Regions from separate parts of the Oryctolagus cuniculus genome. Here region 2 is linked to region 1. The links are chromatin contacts, called in public Micro-C maps. All regions are on one chromosome and are shown on one strand. Each heading gives the region's core, a stretch centred on a gene start, on an enhancer-like site or on the middle of the called end of the contact. The rest is flanking DNA. Distances are from core to core; before and after follow the strand shown. Region 1 has its middle 69 kb from the start of ARHGAP29. Region 2 has its middle 11 kb from the start of ABCA4.

Region 1 (6,359 bases), core at 62-2,561:
GGATTTATTGGAGGGGAATTCCTAATTGCCTTTCATTTATCACTCTGCTGACATTGTTTCTATTTCTGATACATGTTTATTGGCCTCAAGAGGGCAAGACCAAAACATCAAACTAAAATAAATGAAAATAAAACGTAGTTTAATTCTTCAAGTCCCTGAACCTGCTCCCTCACCTGCAGTCACTTGAAAGTAATTAGGGAATCTTTTATTGCTGTGGCTTTTTCCAGGCCCTGCTTCTTGCACTATGCTCTAGAGGCTTCTCAGTGCACTTTTACACCCTCTCGGTGCTGTCTCAGAACCTCCTCCCTCTTCCTTCTTTCTTGTGGTCTGTCTTCCAGAGTTGGGAGCCTTGTGTCTCTCCCGTGGCTATTTAGTCATTCTCTTCCACGTGATGCCGCTTCGCTTATTCGTCTGAGCAGTGGATTCATTTCCTGGACACAGGGGACTTTTAAGAATCTTTAATTTGCTTTATTATCCACTTTGCCCGGGCCACCAGTCCTTTGTAATGGTATCTGGTTCTTCTAATCCTGTTTAGCATCCCCTCGCTGCCCCCGCCCCCACTCTCAGCTGCAGCACTGCCTTTCCTTCCTTTCTCTCCAAGCTTTTAGCATCGTGGGTGATTAAGGCCCGGCTTCCTTTCTCTGCCAATTGACTTTCAGGATGAAAGTGAAAAACAAACAAGTTCATTTGGGGCTCACTGAAAAGCTTTGTCCCTCGTGCTGATATTCATGTGTGATAAACACATCGATTTGAAAAATAAGTTCTTATTTTCACAAAACAATCACACTTCAATCCACTCCTGGGTATCGAACGCTTTGCCCTGCTAGGTAATCTTGGTAGTCATTGAAATGGTCTTTAAACATGTACATGTTTTCCTCTTAGAAAGTCATTGCCTTTGCATGAATACTTTGCTCATGGTGTCAAATCACCTACACTTGCTCATCAATACCGCCTTGAGTATTTCTTCTAATGTCTCCAGTGGAAACATTTTGCTTCGCAATCCAAGCTTAAACTCTCATCATTTTGTGGGCACGGGGTTGGGGGTGGGGCGCGGAGGGAAGATGAGTTTTTCTAACTGTGCAGGCATTCTTGTCTGGAATTGCTAATATTCACGGGACAACCTCTAAGCTGCACAAATAGAAACGTCGGCCTTAGAATTCGCCCCTCCGAGGTGTGAAGGGGTTAAATTAGGAGCCGCAGCAACAACACAAAAAAGCTCCGAGAAGCTCTAAGAAGCCGGCATTCCTAAGGCAGCGTCTCGCCCCGGGAGCCCCTGGCCCGGCCGGCTCAGCTCGCGGCCCCGGTTCCTCCCATTGTAATGCATTCTGTATTCCTTCCTGCGCCTCTGCCTGGGCTAATTGTCGTCTTCCCACACTCCGGGGTTGTCATTTCCTCCAGTTGCCACCTTCTCCCTATGGCAGCACCTCCGGGGCTCTTTCTGAGCGCGCTTCAGCTCCGCACCGGCTCGCGGTGACCCCGGAGCCCGGCTTCCCGCGCTGGCCCGAGCCTGCCCATCGCTCCAGTCCATTCCTCTGAGGCAGCTGCGTGCAAGCCCGCCCACTGGAGGCCACTGTCACCCAGGGCCCGTGTGCACGCTGCCCGCCGCCCTGGGCCGGGAACGGTCCCAGCAGCGCCGTTGGGGGAAGCGGCCAGGACTTGTCCTCTGTCCCCCTCATCACCCTGACGCCCAAGCAGCATTTGGCTTCACGTAACCCTCATTTTGATCTTCTGGAGAAAACCCAGCAAGGGAAATTCTCCTGAATTTTCTACAATCACCAACCATGCTTACAAAAAAAAAAAAATACCATTAATTGGGGAATGTGAAGGGAGGGAAGATGACACAATCACACTAGCTCTAGGCTGCCAAGCTGTTTCATTTCAGCCGTGCAGAAGTGATTCTTGGGCTAAGGAAGCAGAGTACAGGCCTTTGTTTTAGGACCTGGGTTCTGATTACACCTGACAGGGCTGAAACTTGACTCCCACCGGGCTCCGGGGCGCCTTATCAGCCACCAGCCGTGCTACAGCAGGGCTGGGACCCAACTTGTCACTTTGATTCCTTTTGTATACTGCTTAGGATGGCAACAAAATCCAAAAACACAAAGTTCTTTCTTTCTCCCTAGAAATTAGCTCCCCGGGGGAGTTCTCCTGACCATCTTTTTAATTTTTGTAGGGGTCTGTGTGTTTTCTTCTCAAGGTCTTGTGGAGGTTCTCATAGTTTAAGGATATTCACATTTAATAAAACGTCTGCCCGAGAAAAAGACCTGTGGAACCTGAGCCGTGGTGGCGGTTTTGTGGTATTTGGATTCGTGTCTATGAAAATATTTGTACCCACATGACAGATTGTTCGGCGCGTTCATCCCAGACCGAAAACCTAAAAATAATTCACACACACAAGATCATCATTAAGTTTTTTTTTCCTCCCCCGCAGTCATCCAGCATGAGTAATGGTAAAAACAACAGCCAAAACAGTAAGATTACTGTGTTGAGTGCTTCATGCATTGTCAGGTAGGTACAAACACTTCAAGCAGTGCCGAAAATACTTTCGCTCTCTGAATAATGCATACCCGAAGTCTAACTCACCTGGACTCCTTACCAAGTGTACATATTTTCTAAAAAACAAAATCATGCTGTAGTTGGAGAAAGCTCTGTGGAGTGACCTGCCTGGGACTGGATGGGGAAGGAGCCAAATCAAACACTCAGCCAACAGCCTGGTCATTAATCCAAAAATGACTTTTTCTCTGCAGGTTAATTTCATTTTTTAAGTCAATGCTCCACTCTCTACTCTAGTGGGTGGGGAGATATGTCATGGAAACAACCCAACAGGAGAAGAGAGGTGTGAATTCATCCTGGACTGGGAAGTAAGAGTTTCTGGGAGGCTTATTTGTGTTGCACACCTTGGCCGTGCTCCGCGGGAGCTGGGCTCTCCATTTATTGTCCTGCTAGAGCACAGAGGGGCTGTTTTGTTGTTGCTGCTGTTGTTGTTTTGTTGCTTTTCTGAAGGAACTCTGGCCCCTGCCCGTGCATACCCCTGCCTCTGCCTCTTGGTAGAGGTTGCTCCTAGCAGTTGCCAGCCCGGACTGGGAACCTTTGTTTTCACAAGAGGATGCCCAGGCTCCTAGGTGGAGCTACGCAACGAATCAGGAAAACAGAGTCAGGACACGGCGGGTGTCTGCCGCGTGATGTATCTCAGATCTCGCGGAAGCTTGACTGGAGGAAAGAACAGTTGGGGAGGATGCGGTCCATCTTTCTCCCGCAGACTTGAGCTTTAGCCCTGGATCAAATCTGGTCACTGAAGAGCCTCACATCTGAACTGTGTCCCTTTGTCCAGGACCTCACTCTGACACTTGACTGAATGAAGGCTGCCTGAGCGACACCGTAAGCAGCAGCTGGTGGGAACTCACTGGCTCCCAGCGGCACGCACGACCTCAGTGTCCTTTTGGAGAAGGCGCGGGAGAAACTTTGTTCAGGTCTTGAGGCTCCTGAGCCCCTGAAACGCATCTGTAAAACCTGTGGATCCTATCGCCAGTCTGCTTCCTCACGGCTCAGAGCCAAATTTGTGGTTCCTCTTTAGCTTGAGTTCATAGGGTTGGCAATTCTGTGTGGTGGCTTTGCTTCTGGCTTCACTTCACCACCCCATCCTTGTCTCTTTGCTTTGTTTCTTCTATTTTGTGCACTTTTATTTATTATATTGCATGATTTTGATAGTCACCTAAGAAGCTTGTTGAAAAGAGGATGCATTGCATTAATAAATCATTTTTATGACATTTTCTGAGCACATAGCAATAACAATATCCTCTGGGGGCAGGCACTGTGGTGTAGCCAGTGGCACCATCTCTTGGGACAACAGCATCCCATTTAGGAGCACTGGTTCTAATCTGGGCTACTCCACTTCCGAGGCAGCTCCCCACTAATGGGCCTGGGAAACAGCAGAAAACGGCTCAAGTACTTGGGTTCCTACCACTCATGTGGGAGACCAGGATGGAGGTCCTGGCTCCCGGCTTCAACGTGGTCCAACCCCTGCTGTTGCAGCCATATGGAGAGGAACCTGCAGATGGAAGATCACTCTCTGTCTTTCATTCCCTGCCTCCCCTGCCCACCGTGCCACTCTGCTGTTCAAATGAACAAATAAATAAATAAATCTTTTTTTTTTTTTTTAACAGGCAGAGTGGACAGTGAGAGAGAGAAACGGGGAGAAAGGTTTTCCTTTTCCGTTGGTTCACCCTTCAATGGCTGCTGCGGCCAGCGCACCGCGCTGATCCGAAGGCAGGAGCCAGGTGCTTCTCCTGGTCTCCCATGCGGGTGCAGGGCCCAAGCACTTGGGCCATCCTCCACTGCCTTCCTGGGCCACAGCAGAGAGCTGGACTGGAAGAGGAGCAACCAGGACAGAATCCGGTGCCCCAACCCGGACTCGAACCCGGTGTACTGGCGTCGCAGGTGGAGGATTAGCCTATTGAGCCGCAGCGCCGGCCATAAATCTGTTTTTAAAAAGAGAATAAACTGCAGTGTAGGGGAGGAAAAATTTCTTACCCATTGCTATGTTAATGGCTGAGGCACTGACAATGTAAGACAGACTTATAGGAGAAAAACATCCACCTTTACTTAGTAAGAGTTTTCCATGACATGGTGGCTTTTGGTAATGAAGACCCCAAGAAACAGAGAAACTTGGATATTTTCAAGCTAAGTTTGATGAATAAGTGGATGGTGATGGGGAAGCATGAGGCACAAACGGGATCTGATGTAGGGGTGAGAAGCTGGGGTGGGGAGCCTGTTTGCTCCGATTTTTCTCTGTGTGCCTGTGTCTGCAGAGACAGGACTTTCCTGTCCTCAAGGGTGCCGTGGGCACTGCTGGAATGAGGGCTGTAAGATTTGCTCCAGTGAAGAAGGGCAAGGAGCAAGGTGGGAGCCTCCTGTTTCTGCAGATTCCTCAAATGCCAAGGTGCCATGATTTAGGATAGTATGCCTTCAACCCCGTCAGGAGATACTCCCCAAACATGGGGGTAATATGGGGAAAAATTTAAGGATTTTTTTATAAAGATTTATTTTATTTATTTGAAAGAGTTACAGAGACAGGTAGAGACAGAGAGAGAGGTCTTCCATCTGCTGGTTCACTCCCCAGATGGCCGAAACGGCTGGAGCTACGCCGAACCACAGCCGGGAGCCAGGAGCTTCTTCCGGGTCTCCCATGCAGGTGCAGGGGCCCAAGGACCTGAGCCATCTTCCACTGCTTTCCCAGGTCACAGCAGAAAGCTGGATCGGAAGAGGAACAGCTGGGAATAGAACCAGCGCCCATATGGGATGCTGACGCTTCAGGCCAGAGCTTTGACCTGATGCGCCACAGCACCAGCCCCTAAGGATGTTTTAATTCCCCTACACACAGTTGGGAACTTGATATAAAGGACGCCTTAACTAAGAAGTCCTCAGGACAAAGCTATGTTTAATGAGCTTGACTGAGGCACAGAGGAGTTGGAAGGATATGCTGATCCTGACAAGAAGGTACCTCTGAAGCCCTCTCTGGGTGAGCAATGGCCCTTCATGGTCAAGGCCTGCTTCCCCGTGGAAATTAGTCCATGGAGGAAGTACAGCAGGCTGGAGATCCACTCCCTGGAACACAATTTGCTGCTTTTGTCAGCTGTTTGTAGTATCATTATTGTTACACATAAGCAAACCATGAGGAGACCCTTCCAGCTACCCTGGATAACGAAGCTTCTTTATAAAGCCTGTCAATACATGTGGCAGTGTCTGGTACTGGAGGCAAAGGAAAGAGTCAGAACCCCTGTCTTCAGGGAGCTCACCCCTCCTGAGCTCTCCTGGTTTTCCCAGTCATGCAAGAAGGTATTTCATGAGTACCTCAAGGAGGCCTAGCAGAATAATTGTAGGAGGGCACCTAAGTTACTCTGGTTGGGAAGCAAAGAAGGCCCTCCTGAGAACAGCAAGTTGATGAGACAGTGAATGCAAAGCCCTGAGGTAGGGAAGAGAGGGCCATGAGGGACTGGAGAACCACAGGAGGGCCAGCGAGCACCGAGTGGGTGGACAAATGACAAGGTGCTCAGTGGAGAAGTGACAAGGTACAAGGTGAGGGCAAGCTGCGGCAAGGCATTCCGTCTGCTCCGTCAGCCCCTCTCTCATGCCCTTCACCTCCTCTACGTCTTTGCTCCAGCCACCCTCTCCCAAGGCCTACCCTCACCGTCCCACCTGCATTGTGACCCCTTCCCCACCTCCCATGAGTCCCCATTGCATCAGTCCCCTTCTAGTCTATAATAAAATGCTATTTACTTATTGTGACTCTCGGTTGTCTCCCTTGCCACAGTCCGACCTTTCCTAGTGTCCAAGCTTCAGGAAGATAGATCATTTACCTGATT
Region 2 (6,638 bases), core at 2,340-4,839, 180 kb after region 1:
CAGCCCACCAGGGTGCTCGTTAGCAGGAAGCCGAGCTGGGATGTGGACCCAGGCACTCTGATATGGGATGTGGCAGCCAAAGCAGGGTCTTCGTTGCTGCGCTGCATGCCTGTCCACACAACAGACATTTCCTACCAAGTGAGCGCGGGGCTGAGCTCTTTTCCCCCAGCCCTTCTTTCCACGCACTCTCATTTCATCACAGCCCTGTGATGTAGCCACTGTCAGCCAGAACTCTGATAGCAGATATATGATGCCCCGCTTCACAGATGACAAGTCTGATCCAAAAGGACATTTTGATCACTCACTTTGTGTGCAGTGGAATACAGTTTCAAACCCAGGTGTGTCTGACAGTACAGCTTAGGTGCATAACCACCAAACCCTTCAAGAGAATGGAGCCATACTCCTCTAACTGGAAAAGAAATCCGTCTTCTTCTGACCATTGGCCTTGACTTAAGATCCTGTCTTTGAAACTGACACAGCAACACAGACACACACACACAAACACACACACACACACACACATACACACACCTCCCACCTGGCCCCATCAACACAGAGCACCCTAAGAAGTGTGCTGTTAAGTGACTGACTCGGAGTCAGAGAGCTTAAATCCTGATTCCTGGCCCGTTGCTGGACAGTGTGTGTCTTTGGGTCAGGAATTTAAAATTCGCAGTAATTTCCTGTGGAATCATGTAGGGATCATCATGTCTGCTCAGCCCAGCTTACGGTGAGCGGTGAGGTTCAAGTGAGATGGTGCCCAGGGGTGTATTTTTAGATATGAAAGCAAAGAAGGCCTTCATTAAGAGTTTCTTCAACCAGACAGGGGCTGGGAGAAAGTTTGATAGGTGACCTAAGAAAAGAGAAGTCACTGTTAGCCCCCTGCTAGTAACAGCCACTCCTTTCATGATATGTTTGATTACCCAGAGTGGGTTGTGCCTGCTGGGGCACAAGGTGGTTGTAAGCGGTACAGGAACATGTATTTTAGTAGTTCTGTGCTCTGAAGTATTCTAGAAAAAATAGAAGAAACCTGCACTATCCCAGATTATTGCCTAGGATTCAGCTAAGCACAGAAACACTAAAATCAATCCAATAAGCGAAGTGTACATGTTCCATGAATACGGTCAACACAGTAGAAGTAGCAGGCAAACAATCTTAGGAGATACTGACAAAAGTTTGGTGTGTTTGACAACAAAGACTTATCTCAGAGGAGTTTGCCAGGCTCTCTTAATAATCTCTTTTGATCTCCTCGCGTCTTCAACAACAGTAATATTGGTCAAGGGGTCTGTTGACATTGTCCCCTGTGATCACCCCGTACCCCTCCCCACTGGTTCAATGCACCAGCCCCACAGGAATGGCCATTTGAGCCAAAGGGTTGTTTTAGCCCTTCCCTAAGACACACGCTTTTCCATCCTGTATTTTGTAGAAGATCCAAATGGGCTGCACCTTCTACACAGGGCATGAGTCCCTAGAGTCCTCCCTCGGTGTCCACGGGAAACTGGTTCTGGGACCACGACCCAGTACCAGGATCTGTGTGACTGCTTGATTATCTTATATAAAATGGGACAGTATGTAGGGGCCAGCATTGTGCTGCAGTGGGTTCAGCCCCCACCTGTGATGCTGGCATCTCTTATGTTTGTTGGTTCTACTCCCAGCTGCCCCACTTCTGATCCAGTTCCCTGCTAATGTGCCTGGGAAGACAGCAGAAGATGGTCCAAGTGTTTGGGCCCCTACACTCACATGGGAGACCTGGATGGAGTTCCAGGCTACCGGCTTCAGCCTGGCCCAGCCTCTGCCATTGAAGCCATTTAGGGAATGAACTACAAGATAGAAGACCTCTCTCTCTCTCACTCTCTTTCTTTGTGAGTGTGTGTGTGTGTGTGTGTCCTTCTCTCTCTGTCATTTTGCCTTTCAAATACATTAATTAAAATGATACAAAAAATAAAATGGTGTGGTATTTGCATATAACCTACACATCCTCCTGTATACTTCAAAACTTCTCTAGAGTACCTGTCATACCTAATACAATATAAATAGTTGTTACAAACTCCAAAGAGCTCATGGAAAACATGAATTATGAAAAAAACTATGCATGGAATTCAGCGTTTTTATAACCAAAATAAGCTTATCCTTGAACTCCATTTTTCTGCAAACTTGAAAATGCACATTGTGTGCACACGTTCAGTGCAGATGTGAACCCAGGGATACGGAGGGCCCGCTGTACTTTGAAAAGTGAGAATTTACTGTTGGTGTCTTAAACGCCTGGATCCGACATCTTTCAGAGGGAAAGCCGGGCGCTCTGGGGAGAGTTTGGAACAGCCCCGGCGGGATGGATTCCTCAGCTCAGCCCTGCGTGTTTGTCATTCTCCAGCGGCAAGTTGGCTGCTCAAGGCTCAAAGCCAGTGATAACCACTTCCCTGCGAGGTTTGTTTTGTCTTTGATGACAGAGCTTTCACTTAACACGGCATCTCGAGGCCTTCTTGAGAAATCGATGTTGACTTGATCAGGCCTCCGAAAACAGCAGTGTTGCCCTCTACGTTAAGGAACTGCCACAACTCACGTCCAATCTTCGTCCAAATGTAATCCAACAACTTAAACAGCAGTGGAGAGAAAATAAGGACACATCACTTCCTGTATTTTCTTGAAGAGCTCCTCCAGAAGTGCCCATTTAATGCAGACATTTTCCCTCATCATTTTGATAGCAACAAGCTGATGGTTTTTTTAAGATTTTATTTATTTATTTATTTGAGAGTTAGAGTTACAGACAGTGAGAGGGAGAGACAGAGACAGAGAGGTCTTCCATCTGCTGGTTCAATCCCCAGATGGCCGCCACGGCCAGAGCTGCTCCGATCCAAAGCCAAGAGCCAGGTGCTTCTTCCCGGTCTCCCATGCGGGTGCAGGGCCCCAAGGACTTGGGCCATCTTCTACTGCTTCCCCAGCTCATAGCAGAGAGTCGGATTGGAAGAGGGGTAGCCGGGACTAGAACCAGCGTCCATATGGGATGCCAGCGACGCAGGTAGAGGATTAACCTACTGCGCCATGGTGCCAGCCCCAGCAACAAGCTGATTTTTAAAACTTGGAGAGGTTTAAAGGGTCACCAGCAATCACTTAGAAAAATGAGAAACTTCAGCTCTGAACCCAGTCTTATCTGGTTCCAAGGACCGTGACATTCCACAGAACACTATAGTTCACGCATCCAGATCCTCATTGATTGAGCTCAAGGACTAGTACTTCTAAACTAATTTAGCCCCATAAAGAAGTAAAGGAATCTCAGAATTTGATAAACGCAGGTGTTGGGTACGGTGGTTAAGCCAACACATGGGACGTCCGCATCCCCTATCCAGGTGCCTGGGTTCAAGTCCCAGCTCTGCTCGCTGTTCCAGCTTCCTGCTAATGCACAGCATGGGAAGTGCTTGGGCCCCTGCCACTCACATGGGAGACTCGGATCGAGTTCTGGGCTCCTGGCTTCAGCTTGAGTCAGCCCTGGTTGTTACGGGGGCAGATGGGGGATGAACTAGTGGATGGAAGATCATTCTCTGTCTCTCTGTCTCTATCTCTGTCTCTCTCTCAAACATTTCCTAAACCTATAGGGACAGAAACTACTTGCAAGCCATTCATGAGTGCTACTGGGCTGGTTGCTGTGGTGTCTGCTTGGACTTCACTGCTACCGTGGTGATTTTGAGTGTGTTTGTTAGCAAAAATGCTCATGCAATGCTCACACAATTTGTAGCTCAGCTTATGGGCCTTTTCTCTGTCCCACTTCCCAGCTCCCAATCCTATGAGGAGAGGAGGAAACCCAGGACTGGCAATGATATGAGTCATTGCTATGGAGCTGTTAGGAGAGCGAGCCTCCTCTCACTCAAGAGAGGTATTTCTCCCTTTGACACATCCAGCTGAAGGAATCTGACAACAAACCACAAGCTCTCTTAGTCAGGCTGAGTAGGCAAGAACCATGTGAAATAGTTTCCCACGCCACTTCCAGCTCCCCACAAACTGCTGCCTAAGTAGTTTCCATTCTCCTTGTTTTTTCCATGCTCAAGGTCAAACAGTAGCTGAAAAACTGGCACCACTTTTGGCCATTGTTTGGTTTTACCATTTAGTGGGTACATTGGAGGAGAGCTCCTGATCCTGTATGTGGATTTGCTGTGAGGTTGCCCCAGAAGGCAAACTTTGCACCTGCTGTTGAAAGTTTTGCAAGTCCTGGGTCTGTGATGAGTTCATGTCCAATCTCCTGATCACAGATTTCCCAGGGCAGAGGCTCCCTTGCAGGTCAGCATGCAGCTTCCACACAAAAACCCTAATCACTACTATTATTTATCTCATTCACACAAAATCAGTCACTGCAGAGAGCTTGTTCTCAGCTAGACCGGGTCCCCGATTCTCAACAATTATTTTGCACATCAGACTATCCTTTCTATCTGCTAAAATTTGTGACTTGGCTGTGTGACTTGCTTCTAGCCAGCACCTCTTGGAATGCCTGGCTCCTGATACACAAGCACAGCCGAGCCCGGGATGCCCTGAGAGTCAGGAATGGAGGGCCTGGCCTGGGGTTGAGGTTCCCCAGGTTTTGTCAGTCTCTGCTTACCCTCACCGAGGCTCCCGTGATAAGCCTGCTATGAAACACTCCCTGGCATCTCCTAAAACCCTTATCTGGCAAGTACCGCTTTTTGTGCCTAATGCCCAGGATATGTAAAATCCCTGGACTCCAGGGGTTTTCTGAACATCAAGTCAGCACAACTAGACAGCTTTGGAAGTGAGTGTATCCAGTGCACCTGGAAGAGGGACCTGCCTCCTCCTTTTTGTTAGCAGCGTGATTGAGCCTTATTCTGCAGGCAGAGTCGTGTGGCCTCCACCACCTCCTGACATCCAGCATTTCTAGGTCTCTAATTTCCATATCTATCATATCCCCAAACTGATCTGCCTTTGACAGGGGGTTGGGTGGAGTACGCAGATGAGGGAAAAAGAGCAACACCAGCGAGAGAGAGAGGAGCACAAGGAAACCCACAGGATCTGGTGGAGGACGCGACCCCAAGCCCCCCCTCACCTGCCCAGCAACCAATGGGCCTCTGAGCAGGTCCGGCTCTCCTGGACCAGAAGCAAGTGTATCTGGGGAAAGAATCTCTAACACACATTTTGTCGGCTGGCCCTGGTGATTGGGTTCAGTGGGGAAGCTGAACTGAACAACTCCTCACCTGTAATTTTTCAACAAATTAGATGAATGTAACAGTGAATGTGTGTGTGTCCGGGGAGGGGGGAGAGGGTGGGTGGTCGATGAATAATTTGCCCCCTAAGATCTCTACACACTGTGCACCCATTATTCTCCATTATAAATGACTGAATAAGCATGAGCATTGCTTGAAGAAAAAGACCAAAGGCAGGCAAAGGGACGATGAGACAGTAAATCTCCACATTGTTGCTGATTCATAATTCATGACATATTTTCATGTCATCTCACTCAGTGCCCTCATTGACTTCCCAGACCACGGCTGAGACCCGAGCCACTGCTGGCCACTGCTCCCTGCGTCAGTGTGCACCTGCGCCTTCCTGGCCTCTCCATCCCCTCCCCCCCACCAAGTGTGTGGAATGCAAGGTGCCCCTTCCCCTGCCTGAGGCTAATTCCCCCCACCCTGGGGGGGGGGGGGACTCATCAATCATCTCCCAGGAACCTTGCTGCTCTCCTTCAAGGGTTTCTTTCCCACACACTGGCCTGGCCAAGTCTTTTCTGTCTTAAAGGAAATGAAGACCTCCATGACCCCTTGTTCCCTGGAGCTCTGTCTCCCTTGCTCCCTTTCGAGCTACTTGAAAGAGCAGCCATGCTCTCTGTGTCTCACTCTTGCCCTCCGCTCTCTGATTGCTGCCTTCCATTAAAGCTCCGAGGGCAACTTTCAGCCTTCACCCTCCTTGAGCTTTCCAGAGTCTCTCGGTACTACAGAATAACTCCCCCTTCTCGAAACATCTCTATGCAGCTCCCAGAGTACCCCTCTCCCACACGCTTCCTGTCACCTCTCTGCATCCTGCACCGGGCTCTTTGCCTTCCTTCCCTCTCTCCCTTCCTTTGGCGGGTAGAGTTATAGACAGAGAGAGAGAGAGAGACAGAGAGAAAGGTCTTCCTTCCGTTGGTTCACCCCCCAAGTGGCCGCTATGGCTGGCACTGCGCTGATCCAAAGCCAAGAGCCAGGTGCCTCCTCCTGGTCTCCCATGCGGGTGCAGGGGCCCAAGCACTTGGGCCATCCTCCACTGCCTTCCCCGGGCCATAGCAGAGAGCTGGCCTGGAAGAGGAGCAACCAGGACTAGAACCCAGTGCCCATATGGGATGCCGGCGCCACAGGCGGAGGATTAACCAAGTCATCCACAGCACTGTCCCTCTGCCTTCACTGACTTTCAAAAACACCATGACGTACAGCATGCATACATCCAGAGACATGCACAGATTGTAAGCATGCAGGTTGCAATCCTCACAAATGGAATACACCCAAGTAACTAGCGCACCGATCAAAAAGACACCTCCAGAAACATCTCTGGTGCCCCCTTTCTAAACACCGCGTTCCACCCAGTAACCACCAGCGTGACCCCCGACAGCACAGGGGAGTTCTGCCTGTATTGTATTTCATGTGGATGTCAGCTACAAATGCTTGGTGTCA

Evidence for each region. A called contact is a pair of places that touch in the nucleus more often than the background predicts.
Region 2: a Micro-C map of ear pinna shows a contact between it and region 1, with 4 times the contacts expected there. The contact joins two enhancer-like sites. A contact is called at or near these places in 2 of 6 Hi-C or Micro-C datasets (ear pinna and an unstated tissue).

What each region holds. Positions count from the first base shown.
Region 1 is chr7:76,345,825-76,352,183 of mOryCun1.1, forward strand. No RefSeq gene overlaps it. Among named protein-coding and RNA genes, the nearest start is that of ARHGAP29, 69 kb to the right of the region's middle. Within about 2 kb of position 1,312, at least 4 of the 8 cell types and tissues checked have an H3K27ac peak or open chromatin away from gene starts, as enhancers often do. A contact at or near this core is called in ear pinna, where this site is marked.
Region 2 is chr7:76,527,127-76,533,764 of mOryCun1.1, forward strand. No RefSeq gene overlaps it. Among named protein-coding and RNA genes, the nearest start is that of ABCA4, 11 kb to the right of the region's middle. Within about 2 kb of position 3,590, at least 1 of the 8 cell types and tissues checked has an H3K27ac peak or open chromatin away from gene starts, as enhancers often do. A contact at or near this core is called in ear pinna, where this site is marked.